Regions from separate parts of the Mus musculus genome. Here region 1 is linked to region 2. Evidence: chromatin contacts called from public promoter capture Hi-C data. All regions are on one chromosome and are shown on one strand. The core of a region is the stretch at or near the end of the contact, and the rest is flanking DNA. Distances in the headings are between cores, read along the strand shown. Region 1 holds the start of Emc9 (ER membrane protein complex subunit 9). Region 2 holds the start of Sdr39u1 (short chain dehydrogenase/reductase family 39U, member 1).

The links. Capture Hi-C pulls out chosen DNA fragments and counts their contacts.
Region 1: a contact with region 2 is called in a promoter capture Hi-C map of liver. The contact joins the promoter of Emc9 here to the promoter of Sdr39u1 in region 2. A contact is called at or near these places in 4 of 39 promoter capture datasets (the 3T3-L1 cell line, the C10 cell line, neural stem cells and 1 more), 4 of 115 datasets of contacts at active chromatin or transcription factors (bone marrow-derived macrophages, embryonic stem cells, memory CD8 T cells and 1 more) and 3 of 9 other capture datasets (adipose tissue, embryonic stem cells and liver).

Annotation. Positions count from the first base shown.
Region 1 is chr14:55,583,648-55,590,720 of GRCm38.p6, forward strand. It overlaps Emc9 (ER membrane protein complex subunit 9), which reads right to left and starts at 1,607. Exons shown (of 5, transcript NM_033146.1): 1 at 1,265-1,607; 2 at 1,032-1,108. The coding sequence starts at 1,462. Psme2 (proteasome (prosome, macropain) activator subunit 2 (PA28 beta)) reads right to left here. Exons shown (of 11, transcript NM_011190.3): 2 at 6,848-6,880; 3 at 6,386-6,448; 4 at 5,972-6,058; 5 at 5,834-5,864; 6 at 5,654-5,751; 7 at 4,797-4,865; 8 at 4,586-4,653; 9 at 4,393-4,447; 10 at 4,007-4,093; 11 at 3,793-3,918. The coding sequence ends at 3,838.
Region 2 is chr14:55,895,510-55,902,083 of GRCm38.p6, forward strand. It overlaps Sdr39u1 (short chain dehydrogenase/reductase family 39U, member 1), which reads right to left and starts at 4,723. Exons shown (of 6, transcript NM_001082975.1): 1 at 4,681-4,723; 2 at 4,305-4,411; 3 at 4,138-4,220; 4 at 3,675-3,796; 5 at 2,734-2,877; 6 at 1,776-2,503. The coding sequence starts at 4,696. The coding sequence ends at 2,094. Khnyn (KH and NYN domain containing) reads left to right here. Exons shown (of 8, transcript NM_027143.3): 8 at 1-3,271.

The DNA of each region.
Region 1 (7,073 bases), core at 357-2,856, 310 kb before region 2:
GTCAAAACAGACCCAGACCTACATGGCAGGGCTTGGCATCCAGGTATAATGGCGGGCCTTCAGAGGCCCTCCCAGCATCTGTTTCATTGTGTATGTACAGCTTCAAGAGGTTTACACAGCTTGTCACAGATGACTTAAAATACAAAGGGGTCAGTGGTAGGCACGACCACGCCTTGCTTCTGACTGCTTAGATATGGATATCCTTGTCCCTTTATTTAAACTTCACTCACCCAGGAGACAGGCTTGGGGAATAACAGTGTTTTAACAGATCTCTTTGTCCCTCATTCTAGCATGCTCATATTAAATATATTTTTTTCTTCTTCCTGCTATTAAAAAATATATTTTTAGCTGGGCATGGTGGAACACAACTGTAGTCGCAGCACTCAGGAGACAAAGGCAGACGATATGAGTTCAAGTCCAGCTTGGTCTCCAGATCGAGTTCTGGGACAACCAGAGCTACACAGAGAATCCCTGTCTCAAAAAACAAATAATATAATTAAAAAAAATTTTTTTTACTGTAATAAGACCTCTGCATTTAAAAACTGAGATAACTTCAATGTTCACTGCAGTAACTAAGTTACAGTTTGTTCATATTCATACTGTACAGCTGTTAGGGTGAGGTGGATCCCGAGATGGAAAGACATCGAATGTACTGAGTGCAGAGAGGGAAGCAAATGACAATAGATCGAACTTAATTAACCCATAGCAAATGCATTTGGTCTGTAGAGTATATTTATATAACATATACTTTTTAAAGTCGCTTTTAAGTTACTGGTCGCACTTCCTCAGTTCTTACAGACACCTCAGTCTGTCTGTCCCTCCCCCACTGCAGCTCCTTCAGGGCAGGATTCTGTCATATTGATCTCTGATACCTCCTCACTCCTGTACTCAGTAATATCTGGCATACAGCCCTGCTGCCAACACTTGATTAAAAAAAAAAATAAAGGTAAAAGGAACGACTTTGGTCCATCTGTACCTCACCCACAATTGCCACAATTATCTCTCTTCCCACCCCTAGCTTCCCAACTCACCTCTGGTCATCCAAAACCGCATTGGCATGGTAGTACCCAGCTACCACCAGACCGGCCTGCGCGCCCCACACATCCACCTGTCGTGAGAAAGGGGCCGTCAGTAACTAAATCATGCCTCTGGCTCTTATCAGTGCACACCACGGTCAACGGACTGCGCATGCATTTAGGCTGAGGGTCCTAAAGGGGTCGGTGGGGTGAAGAGGGACAAGGGGTGGGGTTCTCAATGTCGCAACCTGGTTGAGCGCGACCTCCAGCATGACGGACAAGGCCAGATGGCTGTGGAAGAGGGGCACACAGTCGGTGAGGCAGAGGCATTCTCCGGACCCCGTCGCGGGAGCCAGCAACAACCCGTTGACAGCAGCGTGTGGGTACCGAGAGGCGTGCAGACACATCTTCCCGTAGGCTCGGGCGGAGATCTCCACCTCCCCCATAGCGAGCGGGGCCTGCCGGCACCCGAACCCCCACTAAGGCGGCTCCCTGACCACCAGAGGCGAGCTTGGCCTCGCCCTGTGCCTCCCTTCTCACTTGGGTGTAAGATGCCCCTGACGCCTGGCGACCACTCTCTGCAGCCCGTCCCTAGCAAGGTAGAATTCGGTCCAACTGCAACGGGAGGCACCGAGCTCCACCCCCTCTAATCACTCCCCTCTCTAGCCACTCCCGGGCAGGCGCACTTGCTCCCAGGCCAGCTCAGGGTCATACCCTAACCAAGAGTCCCGCCTCCGCAGTACTCTCTGATAGGGTGTGACATTATTATTTTGCCCAATCCAAAATTTAAAAAAAATAGTCTTGATTTTGGCCTGGAGCAAATTGGAAAGAACGCACTAGGGCAAAGGAAAGAAAATTGCCCACAGACATATTAGCTAAATAACCTAGTTTATGTTTTGGGTTTTGCTTTGTTCTGTTTGAGGGAAGGAGGATACCACAAAGTCTCAGCCCAGGCAGGTCTCAAACTCACCGAGGTTTCTGCCTCTGTCTCTGAAGTTGAAAGCCCTAGACCCTGTGCCACCACACCCAGTTCTGACTTGGCGGGTTATTGCAAGTTGGCTTCGCCTGTTTACCTGCTCTGCCTGCCCCTACGGGCTTCGGGCAAAGACTGCTAGGTGAAGTACTCACTCCTAGCTGGGAATGGTGACAACACTGTCACCTTGTCCCTGCACCATAGATAAGGAGCCTAATCTTCCCAACTGCAAGCCCTGACCTTTGGCTTCCTCATTGTGGTGCAACGTCTTTAATGCAAAGTTCAAGTCCCTTTAGGGACTAAATATGAGCACTGAATTCCAATCCGCCAAACTGATAAGAACACAAAATATTCTTATGCCATATTTTAAAACAGGGTAAGAGCCTTACTTCAAAAGCCCCTTGGAACATCTAACAGGCCACATAGCAGAGGCCCATTGTCTCCACCACCTTCTCAGAAGTGAATCCTAAACTTGCAATCAATCCCACTACTGAGGTAGAGGCAAGAGGATCTAGAGTTCAAAGTTAGCCTCAGTTACATAGTTTAAGGCCAGCCCAGGCTATGGAAGACCTTGTCAAAAAAAAAAAAGGCTCAGAGATGACTCAGCAGTCAAGACCCAATTTCTGTTACCAGCGCCTTATCAGGTGGTTCACAATCAGTAGTGAACTCAGCTTCAGGGGATCTGGTGGCATACATGTGGCATTCGCTCACAGACATATACACACAGATTAAATATAAAATGGAAATCCCAACAAATGTAAAGACAGAAACCAACTGGGGGAGTGGGCAAGAGATAAAAGGTCAATTCCACCCCCAGTACTGTCCAGTAGATGGTGATATGCTCTAGTTTGATGCCTTTTAAAGATCTTTCCTCTCTGCCAGCACTGAGACATCTCAGGGTAACCACATTTCCCCTCAAGCTTGCTCTCAGCTCCCCAACTGTTCCTTCTTCATTCCCATACCACAGCCACAAAGCCTGACTCCTCCCACAAGGGATCCAAAACCTCTACTAGGAAGTCCTCGTGAGATCAGATTAAAATACCCTTGGCATATTCAAATATGTAAAATATGGGTTACCTGCATGGCTGCAGTCTTCTACCCTGTTTTTTTTTTTTTTTTTTTAAGAGCCCTGGTTAGCCCCCAACTTGCTATGTAAACCAGGGTAGCCCTGAACACCGAGAACCCCTTACCTCTGCTTTTGCCTCTGAGCACTGAGAATAAAGGTGTGCAGTACCGTGGCCTGCTCTGCCCTGTTCTTTAGAAGGATCTGTGAAAAACACAATGGACCTCCAGTCCCTCCCTCCTCGACTTCCTGCAACCACTTAATTTTTATTTTATTTTATTTTATTTATTTATTTAGGTTTTTCGAGACAGGGTTTCTCTGTGCAGTCCTGGCTGTCCTGGAACTCACTTTGTAGACCAGGCTGGCCTCGAACTCAGAAATCCGCCTGCCTCTGCCTCCTAAGTGCTGGGATTACAGGCGTACGCCGCCACCACCACTGCCTGGCTTTTTTGTTTTTTATGTGATGAGTGTTTTGCTTACATGTATGCCTGTACATCACATGTGCATATCTAGTGTTTGCAGAGGTCAGAAGAGGGTGTCCAGATCCCCTGGAACTGGAGTTACAGTCAGTTATTAGTCATCTTGTGGGTGCTGGGAATCAAACCTGGATCCTCTGGAAAAACAACTGGTGCTCTTAACTGCTGAGCCATTCCTCCAGTCAACCCTCTCCCACTTTCATTACCTTATTCACCTTCCTTTGGTATATAGACACCAGAGGCTCTCAATGAACAACACAGGTAATATACATAAAGTATAAATCATTTATTTTCCTTCTAATCCTTAGCTCAGTACATCGATGGCTTTTCTTCACCCTTCGGGTTGACGATTTTCTCTAGGTTGCTGCTGATGATATGATAAAGCTCAGCCTAGAGGAAGGCCAAAGGAATACAGTTAGGTTCTTGGCTTCCCACGCCCCCTGCATCCACGTCCCTCAGGAGCTCACTCCACACTCACATAGAAGGCCCTCAGGTCCAGCACCATGGCCCTAAGCGCCCCATAGGCTGCTTCATCTCGCTCATGCACCAAGGCCCGGTAATCCATCTGGGAAGGAGGAGGCAAACTGAGTCAGCACCATGGGAGGTCGGGACTCTTAACTTTGTTTTCTCATACATAGAAGAGATTAGCTGGAAGATTACCCCATCTTAGCACCAACACACACAGTATTAAGTAAGGAAGTAAGTAAGGGTCGAAGATATTAGAGCCCTAATCAGCTCTGCTTTTTGGAATAGTATCTTCCACATGGTATAAGTCAAAAAGCAGGACCAGGTCCTCTTTCTTCCCACCTCAATTCCACCCCCGGGGCCAGCCTCAACTAAAGGACTGGAGGACTGTGCACTCACTACATGGGTGTCCTTGGAAGCCTTGGCTACAGCGTCCCCTCGTTCTGAGAAGTACCTGTGAGAAGGAAGGAATGTGTGTGAATGGAAACAGCCACATCCACCCACCCACCCCGCCCGTCTCCCATCACTCTGAAAGAACCGCCTAGCTTCAAGAATCCCTGTAGGGTCCCTGGGTTCCTGCAGCTGCTCTCACTTGGAAATGGTTGTCTGGAAAGCTTCTACTTTGGTCTTGACAGCATTCACTCTCTCCAGCACCTTCTCCTGCAGAGACGTGAGAAGCAAAGACAACAGTTCATCCCCCCCCCTTTCCTGTTTCTTCTTCCTCTGACCTCCGGGTGATGGCCTTGTTTCCATCCCTCCCTCTTGAGTCTCCTCCCACTCTGTCTTCAGTCACCAATTCTTACCTGAATTGCCACCCCAAAATCATTTCCATCCTCAATCTTGGGGATCAGGTGCTGGATCCATGTGATTACCTATGTTAAAAGGAGGACTCACTCAACAAAATCACTGAGGCCTAATATACTACTTCTTTTCTTAAAATTTCTTGTTATTATTTTTTTATACGTGTATGTTTTTTATAATTCCCCTTTATGGGTATTTAGCTATATGCATGCCTATGTCCCATGTGCATGCCTGGTGCCCACATGGGCCAGAAAAGGGTGTTGGATTCCCTGGGGACTGAGGTCACAGAAAGCTGTGAGCGTCTATGTGGGTGCTGGGAATCAAAAGTGAGTCTTCGGGGCTGGAGAGATGGCTCAGCAGTTAAAAGCACTGACTGCTCTTCCGAAGGTCTTGAGTTCAAATCCCAGCAACCACATGGTGGCTCACAACCATCTGTAATGGGATCTGATGCCCTCTTGTCTGAAGATAGCTACAGTGTACTTACATATAATAAATAAATAAACCTTTAAAAAAAAGTGCCGGGCGTGGTGGAGCACGGCTTTAATCCCAGCACTCGGGAGGCAGAGGCAGGCAGATTTCTGAGTTCGAGGCCAGCCTGGTCTACAAAGTGAATTCCAGTACATACACGAAATGGAAAACCTACCTGCACATGCCTGGGTGCACACAAACACACAATTAAAAAGTATATATCTAGATATCTAGATATATACACACACACACACATATCCATCCATATATATCCAAGACACAAAAGCCAGTCTTATTATATATTAGGTCTCTGGGTTGAAGACCTGCATCTCTGACTGGACCACAGCTGTGCTGTGCTTTTCTTCCCACCTCCCCCAGGGCCCAGGCTCACCAGAATGCACTTCTCTTTGAGAGTCCAGACTTCTGGCTTAACCAAAGCGAGCAAGGCCAGAAGCTTCTCGTTCCCCGGGAGGTAGCCACACTTAGGGACTAAGAGAAAGATGAGAGTGGGGCCTTTATGTCACCCACATCCCTGCACCAGCCTCCCCCCTCCTCACCAGGTCTCCATTACCTTCCTTCTTCTCCTGCTTGTCTGTTTCCATCTAAGGCAAAATAAGGAAAGCAGCTTTAGAACAGTCTTGGAGGCTGCCACACTGTGGTGGTGTTGCCACTGGCTTAGAGTTCAGGCTCTGCACACTGAATGCCTTACCTCGTCATCCTTGGGTGGAGGATCTGGGATAGGGATGTCCAGAGGAGCCCGGAGGGAGGAGAGGTCGGCCACATTGAGGGAATCCTCCTGTAGAATTTATTCTCAGACACTACCCAGCCTCCTCCCTTCACCAGACACAGCCTTCCATCTCTCTTCCTCCCAACCCAGGCTCAAGCCTTTTTTTTTTTTTGAGACAGGGTTTCTCTGTATAGCCCTGGCTGTCCTGGAACTCACTTTGTAGACCAGGCTGGCCTCGAACTCAGAAATCCGCCTGCCTCTGCCTCCCGAGTGCTGGGATTAAACGTGTGTGCCACCACACCCGGCCAGGCTCACTCAGCTCCCAGCATGCTGATGCCCGTCAGATGGGTGATGAGAGGTGTCAGGAGATGGAGCAGAGGGGTCTATACTACTCACCTGCAAGAGCTGACTCAGGGATATGATTTTCCGTGGCAAGAAAGTGCAGAGGAAGTCATCAGCCTGCAAGTTACATTACAAAAATAATCATGCAAGAGGTTTGTTGATACGTATCAGAAGTTGGCCCATGGAAATCACTGAGCTCAAGACTCTCGTATGAGGAAACCCTAGCCCTGGAAATAAAGGGACTTGCCCAATCTCATGAAGGGCAGAAGTAGGGCTATGGGGTTTTCCCTTTGGGCGACATCTTTACCTTTCCATTCAAGGGGAGTGGCAAAAGCAGTTAAGAGTTCTAAGATTGATCAGATTACAAGTAGAAACAAATCATTGCAGTTCACCTTGAGTAAGCATGAAGGTTCGGAGACACCAAAATTAAGGTGAACTGGTGGGTTACTCAGAGCTTGTGGCCCTAGAGTTCTGCACTAAGACTCTGGGTTACATCGACTGAATTCAGAGACTTACCTCCTGGAAAAGATTTTGTCTGAAGACATCCACCTGCACAGACAGAAGTAGCCGGATGCTGGTTAGGGTTTAGTTTGTATAGAATAAGGGCCCACTCCCAACCTAGGTGCCTTCCAACTCTAGCCCAAACCTGTCCCACAAAGCTAGTTTCCCCCTGGAGGAGCCTGCTCAGTGCACAGATTGGCTCGAGGACACGGCACTGGCAATCCCTGAGCAGAAGTGAAAG
Region 2 (6,574 bases), core at 3,473-5,972:
AAGAAAGCACCCTCTGGCTGCTCCTCTGAGTGGTAGGATAGGCTGAGCTCTACCCTGGCGTGTCCGGAGGAATACTGACTCCCAGAGGGGTCATAGCGCTACGTGGGCTGTTGCAGTGGGCTAGTTGAGAACCAGAAGGCAGAGGTGGGCAGGCTTCCAGTCTCAGCTGTGCCTGCCTGTGACCTTGACAGAGTTGCTTGGCCTTTACTTATGTCTACACATCAGGCATAAAGATAACCGTTGAGGGAAATGAGAACAGAGAAGGCTCCCATGAGGACCTGTACTTGGGTCATGGCTCAGGCGTGTCTGCCTGTGGCTGGCTGTTCAGGCTCCCTAGCCAGAACTTCACATTCAGAGATGTCCACTGTCCACTCCCTCGATGTTAACGCTGGGCTTTCAGTAGAACATGCCCTGTAAATGGCTGCATCCCTTTTCAGCAACCTTCGAAACTCACGTTATCAAAATAGGCAAGTTAGGGTGGATGGCTGCATTACTTAAATACTCTCAGGGCTCCTATAAATGGCAGCTGCTCAGTTGCATTTCAAGTGTTTGTTTACAGATTGACAAGGCCCTGGTTAAATTTTCTTTCTGGTGTTGAGCCTATTCACCAAACTCACGATGTCATGTTTGGCAGTGACAGTGTTAGTGGGATCTATCTAATATTTCCTTTATGGAAGACAGGTTTCTTTCGGCAAGACACACTGCTACCTTCTGTGTATGGGAAGCGGAAGCTGAAGCATCAGGATCGAGATACCTGATTGGTTACAGACGGACTCCATTGACCTGTCATGACAAGCTGTTTACATTCTAACTCCCACAAGTCATTGCTCTGTATCTGTTTGAACTCTGTCTGTGCCGGGGAATGTACTGTCTGCAAGGTGGCACACTCCTTACTTGATTGTGTTAAGCAGTTTTTCCTCTAGTGTAGTCTAACCTGCTTCTCTGTGACTTTCACTTTCCCCAGGAGTAATTTAGGGCTAGTCAACTTCTTAGAGGCCAGAGTCGGGTAGAGGTATAAAAAGGTAAGGCAGGTGCCACTGGGTTCATGTAGCAAGTCCCTGAATTAGATGCCTTTCTAGCTCTGACTTAGTCCAAGTGACATGGAGTTAACTATGTGGCTCTCTGGGTCCCAGTGTCTTTGTCTGTTTCCTTGGGTGATTTTCATTTCACACCAGATTGATTAGGTGTTGGGGACAAGTTGATTAGGGGAATGACAAGGGAGAAGAAGAGAATGGTCTGGACTGGGGGCTGGTAGAGCTGCCTTTTAAGCTTAGGATTGGTGTCTTCTCTTTTCTCTTGCCATGATGGTGGGTATGCAGAAGGCTGGGGTTATCTTCCCTTCCCTGAGTGCCCTGGAAGGCTGAGTGTTCCTGAGAAGATGAGAGACCAAGCTTATAGAGGGACACTGACATCTTACTGCAGTATGACGAGCCGGGACCTGTACACGTTTACTATATTAACTCATGGCTGTTTGGTAAATGCTGAAGGCTAGCCCACAGGGCCCTTTTCCCACTTTTGCTGGCATCCTCTGAACAGGTGTCAGGGTGACACCAGAGCTCACTGGAGACAGATCTTTATATGTATCGCCTTTAATCTGTCATAACCTCATGTCTCACCAGCTCATTTGGAAAGAGAGACTGAGAAAGGAAAAGATGAGGAGAGATTGCATGTTAAAACGTTAAGAACCCAGCTTAGGAGAAGAGCCATGTAGGGTAATAGTTCTTCAGATAATTCTAGGGGAATATAAGCCAAAGAGACAGCGGAAGCCAGTGATCTAGCGATGTAATCTATCTTTATTGCCATAACTGTAGAACATTGTCTACACAGCATATATGAGAACCAGGGCAACAATGTAACACAGAAGCCACAGAAGAAGTTGAAGAGGTGAAGGTTAGAATGAGATTATATTCTTGAGGCTGGAGTTTCTCAGATAGGGGTGGATCAACGAACATGGGAAGAGAGTGGGGTGAGGGGGGGCAGAGTCTAAGACCCTGATGGATTCTGATCTCAATCAAGTGCAGGGATCATCACCTGACCCACTTCTCAGAGTGCGGGAGCAGGCCCCAGCTTCTGCCTTGGGGCTCCTTCTCTGCTCAGGCTACAACATCCTTCAAGGCAGCCCTCAGCTCTGGGAAGGAGTACTGGTAGCCAGTAGCCAGTGTCCGCCGAGGGACCACTTTTTGCCCTTCCAACAGCATGATGGCACGTTCTCCAAAGACCGCTCGTACCACAGTGCTGGGGACAGGTATGAAGGCTGGGCGGCCCAGGGCAGCACCCAAGGCCTGGGCAAACTCAGCATTGGTAGTTGTAGATGCTGGAGCCACTCCATTCAGGACTCCTTGGACGTGGTTTGCTTCAAGGGCATAGTTCAGAATTCCTGCCAGGTCACCAATGTGTATCCAGGGGAAGAATTGGCGACCTGAACCGATGGGGCCTCCTAGGCCCAGGCGGAAGGGCAGAAGCATGTGACTGATGGCGCCACCTCCACGGCCCAGCACAACCCCTAAAGTAGAGAGGTGGTACATGGAGGCTGCTTAGCCTTGAAAATTTGCACTACTCTGCTTTCCCTTCTCCCTTATGGTCTTCCCGTGTGCACGTGGAGTGGGCAGCGTTGAGGGCTGTGGGTCTTTTGGGGATTTTTCCCTCTGCTAGCTAAAGTAATAGTGTCCTCTCCCTGCAAGCTCAGCCCAGGAATCGTCCATGTTGCCTGATTCCCAGGCCCTTGGTCCTCACCTGAACGTACCACGACCTGGCGTGTAGACTCTCCAGGAAGCCTGGCTGCTGCTTCCCATTTGGTTACCAGGTTGGAGAAAAAGTCAAAATTCCCTCCTGGGCTGTCTTCATCATACTCCTTAGTCAGGCTTGGCTGGTAGTAAGCTGTCATGGAAGAGCGTTTGTTTGCTCTGGCGGTCCCTGGCCTGCTGGGCCCTTTGTAGTGCAAGGCTCCTTAGCCTCAGTCTCCTCTGCCCTTTGGGTTTCCACAGGAGAAGAAAGAACCATAACTGTTTCCCCCTTGAGCTTCTCTGTGTGTCCATGCCTGAACATCTAGCTTTTGGCTGTCAGGCTGTGTCCAGAGGCCGCTAGCTTGTAGTGGGTAGGGACAGAAACGTAGGTGCTAAGCTGCTTGAACTGGACCATTCTTGACATCTGTGACTTTTTTTTTTTTTGGCAAGTTACTTCTCCGTATGAAAAAAATCTGCATCCTCAGTATGGGAGTAACTGTACCTACCTCATAAAGTTGTAAGGATTAAATAATATGTATATAATAGTATGGTGGCTACTACTCATTTTAATTGTTTGCAATTGTGTGGTCTCAAAGGAGACACAACAAAGGGAGCTCTTCATAAAGAACTGCAGTGCAAAAAAGCAAGGGGTGTGGGAGTGGGGAGATGCCTTCTGTGCGCACTAGGACCCGTACCACACCTCTTTCTCTGAGGGCTCCCAATAAAGGCTCTCTAGCCAAGTACCCCACACCCCCATTCTGCCTTTCCACACCCATAAAGACCAGACTGTGACAGTACAGATCTGGGTCAGGAAGAACCTGCAAGGCTGGAGGCCTAGGCAGTGACCCTGGGAAGGACCTGTGATTCGGGTGCAAGCCCCAAGTGCCTCAACTGCTTGCTCTGTTCTCCCTGGCTCCGTTAATGTAAGAGGCTGGTGATTTGGGAGCGTACCTACACCTGTGACTAGAATCCAAGCCTGAGGTGGGTGCGCAGTTTCGGTGATGGCTTTGGCTAGCAAGTGGGTAGTATCCAAGCGGCTCGTAAGAACCTCTTTTTGGAAGGTTTCATTCCATCTGCAGAGAAAATGAAAGAAAAGGTCAAAAGTGCAGACATGCACCTAGACCATATCCTCCCCACTCATCCGGCTCCCCTCCCAGTAAGTCTGTTGTCCTAAGCCTGTCTTAATGCATAGCTCGGGGTGGCTAAGAAGATAGGACTCTCTCCCCCGGCCCCCAATAGGCATGGGCTATATCTCTTTATCCACAACACTGGGCTTTAGTAGACGCTGATATATAACAGGCTCCAAAGGCTTAAGGGGACACTTGCACAAGTTTATGTCTACCATGCACGGGTCACAGGCATCGACCCTCTCTCCCCCCTGTACAGGTGATAACTGCTTTATGGCCCTGTTGACCTTCGCAGAGGGTTGAGGATATTCTCTCCAGCCAGGTTGATGACAACATCGCAGAGGGGCAGCCCCGACTCACTGAGTTCACTCTGTGGGAGAAAGTACAGTGCCGGCTGGTACTGTCCTTCCCGCGCAAATTGCCCTCCCACCCACCTTCCAGAAGCTCGACCTACCCACGTGATTCGACCCGGGCCAGGCTGTCTGGAGACCAATTTAACTTCGTGGCCCCTGCCTCTCAGCAGCTGGGTTACGGCTGTCCCAATGAATCCCGTCCCGCCACCTGATGGGGGAGCACAAACTGTTTACTCAGCGGGGTGGCGGTAGGTCATCTGCTGGCGGCCCCTTTGGGTGCGGTCCCCATCTGACATCAGGCCTCTCCAACCCACCCCGCGATGCAGAGGTGACAAAAGTCACAGGGTCGCACAGATTCAGCTTTTGGGGCTGGGAAACCAAGGCTAGGTTGCCTGCTTAGGAGACTGCACCCTGTGGGCCTGTTTTCTCAGCTCTCGGCTACAGCCTAAGCCGGCCCGCCACTCTGCCCTCCCTCACCTACAAGCACCCGCATAGCGACAGGGAGCTAGCACGCCTGCGCGAGATTTAAACACCGGACGCGACTACGAGCCTCACCTCACGCGAATCTCAGTACTAGGTGTGCCCCACCCTCCCCCGACCCGGAAGGAGTTATAGTAATAGCGAAGGACCATAAATTTCTCTGGGAAGAGGGGTGGATGACGCAAAAGAGATGGAGGACGAAGTGCAGAAAGGATCCGCTCCTAAAGAACAACTCTAGACCGCGAAGCGCTGGGCGTGGGGAGGGGGCGGGCACTGTGGAATTCTTCTTCATCTTTTCTCACTGTTCTGCCTCCTTCTGTCAGGACTCGAGGGTGTCAGAGTTTCTTCTCCAGTTCATGTGCGCACTCTTGTCCTTGCTTCCGCAGCTAAGGCTCTCACAAGCGTGCATCCCACCCGTGCCCTGCTTCCCAGTTCATCCGTTTCAGGGCCCTCCAGGAACACATAGTTCACCAAGTCTAATGCCCAGTTGTAGATCATTTTGATTGATCGCCCAGCCAAAATTACTGTTCTTTCTCCCTTCCTTTTAGAAATGATAGGCATTTCTCTACCGCTGGTGAAATGAGCCGATTCAAGCCAGACTAGTTTACATTAAAGGCAGGTTTATTGGGAGTTAACTGGCCCCAAGGATTAAGGCCAGGGGACTCACCATGGAGAGGAGTGGGGGAGAGGAGAAAGAGAGAAAGGGCGACCGAGCAGAGAGAGACACGGGGTGGGAGAAGGAGAGATGGGGGAGGGGGTAGGGAGAGAGCACAAAATGTCTGAATTTTATAGGGAAGAGCCTCTTGAGGAAGGGCAGCCAGGCCCCTGGTCTGGAAACTTCAAGGTTGGAGGCAAGGTATGCCAGGTAGGGTCTGAGGGATGATGGGAGAATCTGGAGGCCATGTCTGCTTTGTAAACATGTAAAAATGTAAAATATTTGCCTCAGTCCCTGGGCATAATCCTGGTCTGAAACCAAACAAGAAACGCTGCATTTTTGCCTTGAGTAGAAACCACACTGTCTTCTGGGACTTTAAGAACCAAGTTTGGTGTCTGGTGCATATCCTTTCCCACTGAGGCCAGACAAGGCTGCCAAGCTAGAAAAACATATCCCACACACAGGCAACAGCCTTTGGGATAGCCCCCACTCCAGTTATGTGGGACCCACAGGAAGACCAAGCTGTACATCTGCTACCTATGTGCAGGGAGGACTAGGTCCAGCCCATGTATGTTCTTTGGTGGTAGTTAAGTCTCTGAGAGCCCCAAAGGTCCAGGTTAGTTGATTCGATTGGTCTTCCTGTGAAGTTGCTATCCCCTTAGGGGCTGCAATTCTTCCTCACATTCTTCCATAAGAGTCCCCAGCTCCATCTACTGTTTGGCTGTGGGTGTCTTTATCTGTCTGAGTCATCTGCTGGGTGGAGACTCTCAGAGGACAGCCATGCTAGACTCCTGTCTGCAAGCATAACAGAGTATCAATAGTGTCAGGGATTGGTGCTTGCCCATGGTATGTGTCTCAAGTTGGGCCAGTTACTGATTGGCTGTTCTCTCAATCTCTGCTCCATCCCCAATCTCTACATTTCTTTTTTTTTTTTTTTTTTTTTTTAAAGATTTATTTATTTATTATATGTAAGTACACTGTAGCTGTCTTCAAACACTCCAGAAGAGGGAGTCAGATCTTGTTACGGATGGTTGTGAGCCACCATGTGGTTGCTGGGATTTGAACTCTGGACCTTCGGAAGAGCAGTCGGGTGCTCTTACCCACTGAGCCATCTCACCAGCCCTCTACATTTCTTGTAGACAGGGTAAATTTTGGGTCAAAAGTTTTGTGGGTGGGTTGGTGTCCTTATTGCTCCACCAGAGTTCCTGCCTGGCCATAGCAGGCAGCCTCTCCAGG